2 separate regions of the Rattus norvegicus genome follow, and region 1 is linked to region 2. Evidence: chromatin contacts called from public Hi-C data. All regions are on one chromosome and are shown on one strand. Each heading gives the region's core, a stretch centred on a gene start, on an enhancer-like site or on the middle of the called end of the contact. The rest is flanking DNA. Distances are from core to core; before and after follow the strand shown. Region 1 overlaps Synj2 (synaptojanin 2). Region 2 overlaps Synj2 (synaptojanin 2).

Region 1 (5,796 bases), core at 2,325-4,824, 39 kb before region 2:
AGTCTTGTTTTAGAGGGAGATGTACCTTCATTTTTCTCTCCTCACTCATTTAAGTAGCGGCCTTCTCAAGACAAATGGCACCCTCATGTACTTCCTGCTAGGAAAGCAGGACTCTAAAATAAGCAATGGTCTTGGCTGGAGAAGAGAGGCTGTGGCTCTCTGGAAGCTGGCTCCTCTGATCCTAAAGAACTGAAGGAAAGCCTGCAGCTGAACCTGTGCTATTCAGGCCGTGGCCTTGCGAGTCCCTAGGAACCTGTGCATAGGTCACAGTTTAGCACATGTGGGCTCTGTGATAGACAATGTTTTGGAGCAAATTGTGTCCTGGCATGCTGCCTACATGGTCTTGGATACATAATTCAACTTTACTCTCCCTTCTGTCAAGGAGTAGAATTTACAGGGCACTATGAAGGAATCTGTGTACAAATCAGTGTGTAAATGATTCCTATTAGTGTTTTCACCAAGGAGAATGGGGGAGCCACAGAATATCATGAGGGGGGTTCTAAAGTGTTGCTCAGGAGTTTCTTATACCAGAAATGGAGCAGTTCCTAAAAAGACTTACGCGCACAGGTAGATGAGTGTATTCAGTATAGGTAGGCCATGTACACCAGCACTCAACACCACCAACACAGTGGTCCATCTGACATTGTCAGTAGGGCACACTAGAAGGCAACCACGACTCAGGCTGAGCACAGACCCTCTCTGAGGGTCTCTCTCCTAGGGAGAGATGAGTCAGCTCTCCTAGGGCTCACTCATCCACACGCAGAAGGCACAGTGCACTAGAGGCGGTAGAGAGCAGTACAGCCAGCTCCTCCCTCTGGGCTGAATGCCAAGGGTGGCTTTCCGGCAGGGACTCCATGTGTGGCCACCCAGAGCTCCGTTAAGATTTGTGCGGCTCTGCTGTCCTGTTTCTCTCCCTTCATAAAAATCCTATGTATTCTCTACACAGTCAGAATCAGCGTTAAAGCCACTCAAGGTTTTAATGCACCCGTCCCTGCGGTTAGTAGACAGCCCTCCACACCGGGACAGTTACTGAAGACATCTTAAAGGTACAACTCACTTTCCCACTTGATTTCTGTAGCTGTAACTGATCAAATTCCATAAGTTTCTTCCAGTCTTGGCGTTTAACAAAATAGAAGACTTCTTCGTAAGTAAGATCGATGCGGTAGTTGAAATCGCCACACCAAAACACATAATCGTGTGAAAATATGTTTCTCCCCTAAGTGGCAGAGAGAGAACACAGCAGAGTAAGGAAGATAGAGGAGGGGAGAGGAGCACAGCTTCGGACATTTCTCCTAAAATGCTAAGTTTCTCACTACGGTATCTCATTTTTACCTAACCCTGTAAACCTTTCAAGAAACCTTTACATAATTTGCTTCTCAATCTTATTTAATTATGTTTTGAAATAGGGTCCCATGTAGCCCAGGACTATGCAACCCGGATAACAGGCTTGAACCTCCATAGTCACTTGTATGCAGTGCAGGATAATCATGAACTGTATCCTCAGCCCCATGTTTCTATTTTATGTAACAGTGCCCTGGAGTGGTCCAAACAAAGCTCTCAAACCACATGGAAAACACCATGCCAATAGTCACTCTGCCACTGCACTCGGCTTGTTATGTCTACTCTGCCACTGCACTCGGCTTGTTATGTCTACTCTGCCACTGCACTCGGCTTGTTATGTCTACTCTGCCACTGCACTCGGCTTGTTATGTCTACTCTGCCACTGCACTCGGCTTGTTATGTCTACTCTGCCACTACTCTCCTGTTAGTCTCAATCTTGAGAGGTTTTTCCCAAATTAGGGAAACTGTGTGCAGCACAGTAAACTTCTCCATCTTCTCTTCCCTGGAGCCAATCATCTCCGTCCCAACCCAGTCCTTCAAGGGTTCCTCCTCAGCACAATGACGGTAGCCACGACATACAGACTGACCACAGTGTAGGGCTCTATCCTGACAGGAGTCTGTGCAGCACAACACTTAGGTGACACCCCCTCCCCCCTCCCCTGTGTATGTTTTGTGTAACTCCCTGAAGTCTGTAAGGCTAGTTCATGATAAAGTTAAAATTCAAACCCAGATCTACCTAGCTTTAAACCTATCTCTCCTCCTCTCCCGAGCTCTACTATGGTATTCAAACCCAGATCTACCTAGCTTTAAACCTATCTCTCCTCCTCTCCCGAGCTCTACTATGGTATTCAAACCCTCCATTAAACACTGATGGCACAGACAGATTAAGGTGGCCCAAACCAAACCATATATCTTTCTGTGGAAGTAGAAATGTTTTCCATGATGCCCAGTAAAGGAGTTATTGGCCAAAGGAGTCTATGCCAGGTGCATTGAACATGACTGGTTGTGGTGATTTGAAAAAGAACTCCCCACCCGCCAGCCTTATATCCTTGAAATGTTAAGGTTGTGGTACTATTTAAAAGGATTAAAAGTTGCTGCCCTGTTGGGGTTGTAGCCTTGTTGGGGTAGGTGTGGCCTCGGGGAAGGTGTGACTTTGTTGAAGTAGGTGTGGCCTCCTTGGGGGTGTGGCCTCGTTAGAGTGGGTGTGGCCTTGTTGGAGTTGGCTGGCCTTGTTGGAGTAGGTGTGGCCTCGTTGGGGGAGGTGTGTCACTAGGGGTGGGCTTTGAGCTTTCAAAAGTTCATGCCAGGCCTAGTGTCTCCCTCTTCCCGCTGCCTGCCAGTGGATCTGGATATAGCACTCTCAGGTAATTTTCTAGTTGCCCTGTCTGCCTGTGTGCAGCCATGCTCCCTGCCTTGATGATATGGACTAACCCTCTGAAACTGTGAGCAAGCCCCAATTAAACACTTTCTTTTTAAGAGTTGCTATGCCCGTTGTGTCTCTTCACAATAATAGAACACTTACTCAGGCACCAGTGCAAGTGATTTTTAATTAATTAAATGTAATTAATTTAATTTAAATAGTAATGCAATCCACACAGCCAGCACAAGAGAGTTAATTTATAGGTTCAATTTTTCTTTCTACAGAAGAAGAAAAAGGATCATGTAGTCAAATTTTCAGTTATTGCTATGTATCCTGAGAATACTGTTTCAAAGTTCCCATTTTCAAGTAAGAAGAGGGGTCAATATACAAATCGAAAGTTCCTCAACTTATTTGTTCTTCAACTCAAGAAATAAAGACAACATCGAGGGTTCAGAGACTTATAATGGAAACCAGATGAACTTTTGCTGTGCAGCCAAATCCCGGGAAGGCTGGTCTTAAAGGCTCTATCATCATAGAGAACCAATCTGTCCAACAAGGGAAGAATTCCAGGCTCTAACCAGCCTGTTAGAATCTGGAAGGATCTGTGGCAAGGATAGCTAACCCACACTTTTCTGGCTAGCAAATGGGGCACACACATCAGGCTGAAGTGTGTGTAGGGGTGGGGCTATCATTTTTCTATGGGAAGGAGAAATCTAAAAATCTAACTGAAAAGAGTCTGTTGGCTTTGGAGTGGAAATCTCTGGGTTGTCACTAGAGGGCAGTGTGGGTGCATTTCTGGAGATGGCAGATGGGTTGGGAGACCATGACTTTTCAGTCAGGATTTGCCAGTTTGGAAACAGTCATAGCTGAATAGCAACGGAGGTATGTGTGTAAGTGTGTGTGTGCATCAAAAGAAAATTAAACCCACACTGACGCCACCATGAAAATGAAATCATACTGCTTGAATCAAATGCTCTTCACAAGACCACCCTGGTTTTAAACACCCCAGAGTGTACCTAAGAATAGTTAGGACAGCTAAGGTTCCAGGAAGTTGAAGTGACAGAACTCTACAAGGGCTGGGCTCCTGCTCCAAGAACGACAGCATGTCTCCCTTCCCCCACGGTGGATTCTCATGGCTTTGGAGGTGGGAGCTCCTATTATCAGCTCAGAAGGCTACATGTGGTAGACTTGGGCAGGCTGCCCTAGTGCATGGCCAACCCACACGCCACTCACCGAAGGGAAGGAGAGCTTGTGCGTGATCTCCCGGTAGTCTTCGTTCCTCTCCTTCACCTGAGACTGCCCAGCCGTCAGGTGACTGCAGATGAAGCAGAAGCTAGTGCTGTGGAACTGAAAGCGGATACCCACGGCGCCCTTATTCCCTGCCTTTCCCCCCATACCGGTCTTCACGGTGTCGATGGCCACATCCCTGGAACAAAAGAACGTCACAGTCCATTGGCTGTGGGGCAAGACAACCCTATTCTAACACAGAGAAGAGCCTCTAGCCAAAAGCTTGGAGATCAACGTGACTGGTCAAGTCCACGGTCCTTCTCACTGCTAAGGACTGCCTGGATGGGCTGCATCTCAATTGGGTCTGCTTAGAAGGGCCTGGTCCTACACCAGTATCTGGTAAAGCTGCAGACACATCACTCCTGTAAAAGGGGCAGGGCCTTAACTGTGGTTTGAAGGTAACAAAAGGTTATGAATGCGAAGCCTGAGAGCCACTGTAGGGCATTCCAGTGGCCCTCGTTATCTGGTAGTGCTTGGCCAGGTCTAGGTCACTTGGCTTGGATGGTGGGGTCTGTTCAATGCCTTGCCTTGTTCTCTCCCCAGCAGAAGTGGCAGATGTTTCAGTGTTGGGCCCCCTCAGCTCTCATGTAAGGAATAAGAGGGACTATGGCGGGGTTGGGGATTTAGCTCAGTGGTAGACTGCCTGCCTAGCAAGTGCAAGGCCCTGGGTTCAGTCCTCAGCTCCGAAAAAAAAAAAAAAAAAGAAAAAAGAAAAAAAAAGAGGGACTATGGCAATGGATGAAAAATTTTGAGAACTAGGAAACAGGCCTAGGAAGCTGGTCCCATACCACCCGTCTCCAAATGCACTGGGGATGCCCTCCTGTGTGTGAGGCCACAGGATCACAGACTACTGTCTAGTTAATGTTTCCATGAGCAGGCCACAGCCAGAGGCCGCTGGACGCCTTTGACTTGGAAGATGAGGGGTGGTGGTGATAAGCCAAGGGGTTAAGTTAAACAAGCTAGAGGCCAAAGGGCAGGAAACTGAGGACAAGGTGCTGAGACCTCAGCTGGCTTTGGGAAATCTGCCGCTCTCCGCCTCACCTCTCCCCAGGATTTAGCATTAGCCTTTACCCAGACTTCTCTTGATAAGCTTAGGGCGTGGCCAAGCTGCCCTAGTAACACAATAGCAGGGCAGGGCCTTAACTGTGTTTTGAAGGTAAGGAAAGGTTATGAGTGTGGACCCTAAGGGCCAGGGTGGGGCATTCCCATGGCCCTTGCTATGTGGTGGTGCTTGGTCAGGTCTCCATCCTCTTGGATTAGTAATCCTAATGCCACCAGCAAGGCCAGGCCACATAGCAATAGGAGGCAAGGAGAAAGCCAGAAAATGGCAAATTCCCTCTCCTGAAAGACACCTATTTCCTAATATTGACTGCTTCTTACACTCATGAAGCCGTCACCTCAGAGAGGTAATAATTGAGAATTCTAGAAGAGGCAAAACAGTCCATGATTCCTGAGTAGTCATTCACCTCTTGTTCACAGCGTTCCTACCCAGGAAATGTGAATGGGACACCCGCTCCCTGCCCTGCCTGAGCTTGCCCCATATCGGTCCTGACTCCTCCTAGGAGGCCAGTTTCCTGAGTTAGGATTTTCCCGTGGTGGCTTTTTAGTTGCCAGACAATATCCAATTCAAGCCCATTTTCCCTCAGGAGTTTTTCTCTGTGCATGGAGAATAATGGCAGGTCCTGTTTCCTGCTGGGGGTGGGGGCTGGGGGCTGGGGGACTGGGGGACGGACGTGAGGAGAACATTACAGAACCAAACACAGACGTGTAAGCCCCGGTTCCCCAGATGCTTATACGCTAAGTGTCCT
Region 2 (5,909 bases), core at 1,256-3,755:
CAGCACCTCCTTCAGGAAGTTGTCTCTGCTCTTCCAAGATGCAGCATTTAAAGCTTCTCAGTAGCTCTGGGCCCGGAAAGCCAGCAGCTTTCCTTGCAGCCATGTCCCTCCGCAGCTGGGGCTCCTTGGGGGCAGAACTTAGTGTATGCTACCACCTCCCCAGCAGCACACATGTGTGTGAACGCTTCCTAAACAGATTCCAGCATAGAAGTCCAACACACCCTTCGCCAAGACCCTCCACACTGTCGCTGGCTGCTCTCTTTCTGTTCCTTGTACCCTACTTCTTAAAGGTACTACCCACACCAAGGGGTGGTGGCAATGCTGTGTGTCCCTTCCAAAGATGGGGTCCAAGAGATGGTCCCAGTAGGTGATGGGACTGGATCTATCAGGATCTCCCCCCACCCTGTGGAGGTCTAAGGGAGATGTCCCAGCAAGGTTTATTCCAGATGGCCAACAGCCTCTGGCTGAAGTGATGCTTCCTGCCATCCTTCTGTCCCTCACACTTTTGTAAGAGATCACAGAGGCATCCAATCCCACCATCTACCAGCTCCAGCAGGCTGCCTTTCTCACACTTCACGGGAAGATTGCAGCTGCAGGGATGGGCGACTGGCTTTTATTAAAGAACAGTTGCTGAGTAAGTAGGTCACGGCTCACACATGATGGCTGATGCACTGCAGGGAGGAAGGATGCCCACAGGGCCAGATATTGACTTGGCACATGCATCCCCAGGAAGCCACTTCAAGACAACACAAGAACCAGAGAGTTGTGGTGGGCCGATGAGGCAGTTAGGGCTGAGCTCCTCCCATGAGAACAGGTGAGTTTCAGTGGGGTGGACATCCTCAAGGCAGCACACAGTCCACAGCCTTGGCATCTGGCTGCCTGAACTGATAAGTTTAGTATCCAGCAAAGTCCCCTGGCATGGCTAAGACAGGTCCATGGTCTGGGCTTGGGGCTCAATGAAGGAGAAGAGAATGAGGAGGGGGGAGAGGGCTTATGGAGAATGAGAGGGAATGATGTCACCACAGGAAGGCCATCCATCTGAGGCAAGGCTCCAGTAAGTACAGGTAAGTGAGAGCTGCCAGTTAGAATGTACCTCGGAGCCAAATACCCAATATGGCAGATACATGCTTCAATATGGGACAATGCTTCACGCACAGGCACTGTACAAACAATGACTTAGTTGTATCTACACCCACTAGTGTCAGCCCATTTTATAGAGAGGGGAAAGGAGACAAGTGGAGGCTAAGAAGTCAGGGGTGACTGAGTAGGGGAACTGGGATGATCTGAAGGCACCATCTGGCTATACCATTTGGGTGTGTTGTTCTGGCTAAGTCTGCTCCACAGCTGGAAAGCCCGGGGGCTGCTGACAGGTAGCCGTGCCAGTGGGCCTAACAACACTGCTGCTGAGGGCCACCATTGTCATTTCACACGAATGTCCCCAGGGGAGCTGAATCATGACCAGGGCATGCTACAGGGGATTTCCTTTAAACCTGAGGTCTGCCTGCCCCCGGCCTTTTGGCACCTTAATCTTGGACTATAGAACAGATTCTTGCCACCAATGACGATGTTTTGTGAGATATTGCTCTTGTCTCTGGAACTTTGCTAGGGCAACACTATACTCCGCTTATTTGAACATGCATACCCAAGTTTCCCCCTACAGCCTAAAAGTAATATTGAGACACGATAGAGACTAGTTCTCTCTCAGGCACTGGGCATTGGTAAAAATCTTTCAAAATCACAATTAACACTAACAAGTTATTAAGTTTTTCTTGTAAGAGTCCTGGCATTTACTTTCCTATAAGGCAAGGGCAGTGGGGGGGATGAGTAAACTGACTCTAATTGGCAGCTGTTGGCCTCTTATTTTGTTGCTTTGAGCAAAAAGGTTCAAACAGCTGGTGGGTTACCCTTGTGGCATCACCAGCTGTTTTGAAGACTTCACAGATGCCTTAAAAAAGAAAAAAACTACAATAATCATAACTGTGGCTCTGGTTTTCTGTGGCATAGCTAGCCTCAGTCAGGACTGTTCCAAAGTGTCCATATATCAAACTTATTTTGCTATTACGAGCATCCTAAATGTCACTGCAACCACTTCCACCAAGGCCAGAGACAAGAGCCCTTTCCTAGTGGCCTTGCCAAGGCATTGTTGTGACAGGTGCGAAGGGAACAGTATACACGCACTCATTTTCATTTATATGCAAAGTGTGCTGTGATTGGTGCAAATGCAAACCTTTACATGTGAGGTGCAGCCTGATTGGTCCAAATACCCGCTCTTGGCTATGTAAACTGGTTAATCTGGCTTCCTTCATGAGTAGGCTGGGAGACACCAACCTGTACTGCCTGCCCTTGGTGCTACCACACTAGCCCATCAAATGGCTTTTCTTACGGACCAATAAGAACCAGCAGCCAAGCGGGCAGCTAGCCAAGCGCAAAAGCCGCAAGACGGCCAGCCAGCTGCCTGACAGAAGGAGTAGCCAGAACAGGAATAGCAGAGATGGCAAACAGTGCCTAAAAGGGCGTTGGGCTGTGAACAAAGACAGGCTCTAAAGGGCCTGAGAATAGAAACTGTAGTCTCAGGAAGAGCTCCAGGAGCTGACAAGCTTCTAAAGGCCAAGGATCTCAGACACTCAAGGCCTGCGAGCTGGAATATGGGCTGTTGTATGGGCTGTTGTCAAGAACAAAGGGATCACCACACCTAAGCCTTCCCACAAGCTATAATGGCAGCTGCTGTGAAGGGCTAAGGAGTCAGGATGACTTCCTGCAGGCCTACAAGTTTTAAGACTTGTAGAACGAAGGGTCCTGAAGCCAAAGGCCTGTATGAAAGCTGTAACAGTAGAGGGCGCCACCTACAGCTGCTCCCACCTTCCTGCAGAACAACACAGGAGACAAAAGCCACCCAGGACTAGTAATTGAATTGCTTCCCTCTCCTTGCCTGGCCACAATCTTCTCCTTGCCCAGCCACGGCTTCTATCTGGGTAGGGCAGAGGGACTCTTCCCGCTGATTGGTAGCATTACATTTTGCATCATGTTCTAGGCACTGACCATTTTGAAAAGGCAAACTGTCAGATCCTCCATGCCCAGTGCCCAGTGGACGCTTAAGGCCTCCTGAGCGCTCTTCCTAAGCAGGTGGGCCCTCTGATGCATTTCACCCCTCAGGCTCTAGTCCTATCATGGCACATGTGTGCTCCTGAGTTCTCCTCTGATCTCCTTATAGGATCAGTTAACGAGTGTCTTAGCCAGGATCTGATTTATCGTTGAAATCACTCGTAGGACTGGCAAAACAATATAAACAGTTCAAAGGAAACAAAACATTTTGGTAAACAATCCTTTAACATAAAATGTAAAGATGTGTTGTAAAGACAGAACAAGATGGTAAGTATTATTAACTGATGGAAGGACAGTAGGCAGAACCATTCTAATTATAATAAAGTGTGTGTGTGTGTGTGTGTGTTCGCGCGCGCGCATCCACAGAAACCAGGGGTGTCAGATCCCCTGAAGACAGAATTACAGCCAGTTGTGAGCCATCCGGTGTGGGTTCCAGGAACTAAACCTGGATCCTCCGGAAGGGAAGTATGCGCTCTTAATCATTGAACTATCTCTCCGGTCCCTCTGTTCTCCATTTTTGTAGATGTAAACGCAGTACAAAACTATTCGTGTTGATAAATAGTTGGGAATAGAAAGTTTAATTTTAGAAATGTCAGTCAATGCTTCTGATGCTGAATTGGTACTACAAGGGAATTTTAAGCGACTTATCAGCAAAATGACTATTAACGCCGACAGATGACATCCAACTGCACTCTTCACTCTGGTGAAAGGCAAACGCATGGGCAGCCCCTGACTTAGACGTGAACTGTACAGAGCCACTGGCACGGCCTGATCAAACAACAGTACAGACAGCAGTGCTTTGACGGACGCCTTTGTTTGACTCTGGAGTTAGCTCGCCACCTCCAGAGTGGGACGGCATGGTACTATTCTGGATGAGAAAAAGAACTTACAAATGTTAGAAGGATGACTGTGGGTGAGACCCAGGGGTACATTCCTACAGGGGACAGCTACTAGAAAGAGTCAAGATCTGGGAGTGGTCTTCATAGAAGCCCATAAGTCTGTGCACCTCTTTGGCCACAGAACCTGGAGCTGTGGACCATGCTGGGCACGGCCTCTCCCAGAAGGCCTCACCTGGCCCTACTCACCAGTGAGCTGGACTGGTCCTACTGCCCTGGTTTTCTCCTCCCAGCCCTGCTCAGAGGCCCTTAGCTGTGTTCCACGTGCTGTGGATTTTAAGGAACACTGAACCCAACAGTAAACTGGTGGAGGTCAAACTCCTGCCCATCTCCCAGTTTGGTCTGGGCTGGCAAGGCCGCCGAGGTACACAGCGTGGGTCAAAGCAAGGTCAGAGGGATGCACCTGCCTTGGACACCTGAGGCTTCTCCCGAGGTTCACCTTGACTACAGAACCTGGACTTTGCTTCCAAGAAGATCGGTTTTCTAATACCAAGAAGCAAAGTGAAGTCACCAAGGTTCAGCGAGGTCTTAGAAGTGGTCAATGGAAGCTGCATTCTGAGGCCTGAAAACCGGTGGGGATCTTATATCAAGGTTAAGGTTCAATCTTAGCTGGGGCTATGAATTCTATGTTCCTCCTGTGGCTTGTTGGGGGACTCAGACAAGTCCCTTACCTTCTCCAGCCCTCACAGTGGAGCACACCAGGGCTTTCGTAGAGAGTCCAATCTTTCCCTGCTAACAGGCTCGGCTCTAAATGCGGTGTGCCTCTATGGCATGGTCTTCAGTAACCCTTCCTTTCTGTTTGCAAAGCACAGAAGCAGTGCATTCATTCAGTACTGCACTGTGGCCGGGCCCTCGGCCCCTGAGAGTACATGTGCACAGTGCTATCCAACACCACCGAGGAACCGGAAATGATCCTTGGCTAGCATATTTACACAGAAGAAACTGGCAGCAGAGTCCCTACTCCCATAGCTGGATGCCAAGTATTTGCCAGCACACTCCTGGGCCTGAGTATTAAAATAAATTATTCAAACATTGACAAGGGCCAGTCCATTTTAAGACTTGCTACAGAACGTGGAAAGCCCTGAATCTCAAAAGGCTAGTAACTCAGACATCCACTCTCCAGGCAAATCTCCTTCTGAAGTGAGCCTGTATAGTAACTGAGGAAACAGCCACTGAAGCCAACAGCCTGGCCTTTGGTCTTCTCAAAGCCCACATTCCAGCTGTGGCAAAGACAGAAGGGAACAGAGACTGAAGAAGGGAACAGAGACTGAGAGCTTCGTAGGATACAGTGAAGGAGTGGGAGGACACAGGTTCCTTCTCCCTAGCATCAGGATGGCCACTGTCCCCACAGCACATCTTATCACATGACCAGCTTCCTTAGACTATGAGGAGTACCCACACTTTTCAGGGCCATCATGTTCACTCCCTCATGAAGAACTCTTAAAACTGGAGGCTGGTGGGCTGGCGTACAGGCTGTGCACTGCAAACTCCAGGAGACACAGTTCACTACAGACTGGGGATTGAATCATCATCCCTTGAAGGAAACAGGATGGTCTTAAGAGTTCAGGTCAAGGAGGAACTGAGCCCCTGGGACCACTGGGGTGGGGTATGTTGGCTGCTGCATTAATTTCTATGCTGTGTATTGTGTGTAAGCACTCAGCTCTTAGCTAATCCTGGGCCTCCTGCCCCTTTCTGCGGGAGGCTGGGCTTTCATGAAGCCCCAATGTTTCTCGATTTCTACCATAAATGCCCGTTCTTCTGAAAGGACTGAACTTTAACTCTGAGTTGAAAAGCCCAAGGGGAAAGCAAGAGAAGCCACACCCCACAGGGCGCCACCCGAAACACCCAAGGATGAGAAACAGAGGAAGATAGCTCAGAGGTACATGCCCAGGAGACACAGGGGTGAGCAGC

Evidence for each region. A called contact is a pair of places that touch in the nucleus more often than the background predicts.
Region 1: a contact with region 2 is called in a Hi-C map of kidney, with 3 times the contacts expected there. The contact joins two enhancer-like sites. A contact is called at or near these places in 5 of 12 Hi-C or Micro-C datasets (the A7r5 cell line, frontal cortex, kidney and 1 more).

Annotation. Positions count from the first base shown.
Region 1 is chr1:49,000,634-49,006,429 of GRCr8, reverse strand. It overlaps Synj2 (synaptojanin 2), which reads right to left. Exons shown (of 28, transcript NM_001113371.1): 16 at 3,935-4,127; 17 at 1,058-1,216. Among named protein-coding and RNA genes, the nearest start is that of Serac1, 58 kb to the left of the region's middle. Within about 2 kb of position 3,574, at least 13 of the 93 cell types and tissues checked have an H3K27ac peak or open chromatin away from gene starts, as enhancers often do.
Region 2 is chr1:48,960,012-48,965,920 of GRCr8, reverse strand. The region is part of intron 2 of Synj2 (synaptojanin 2); the gene reads right to left. Among named protein-coding and RNA genes, the nearest start is that of Synj2, 39 kb to the right of the region's middle. Within about 2 kb of position 2,505, at least 21 of the 93 cell types and tissues checked have an H3K27ac peak or open chromatin away from gene starts, as enhancers often do.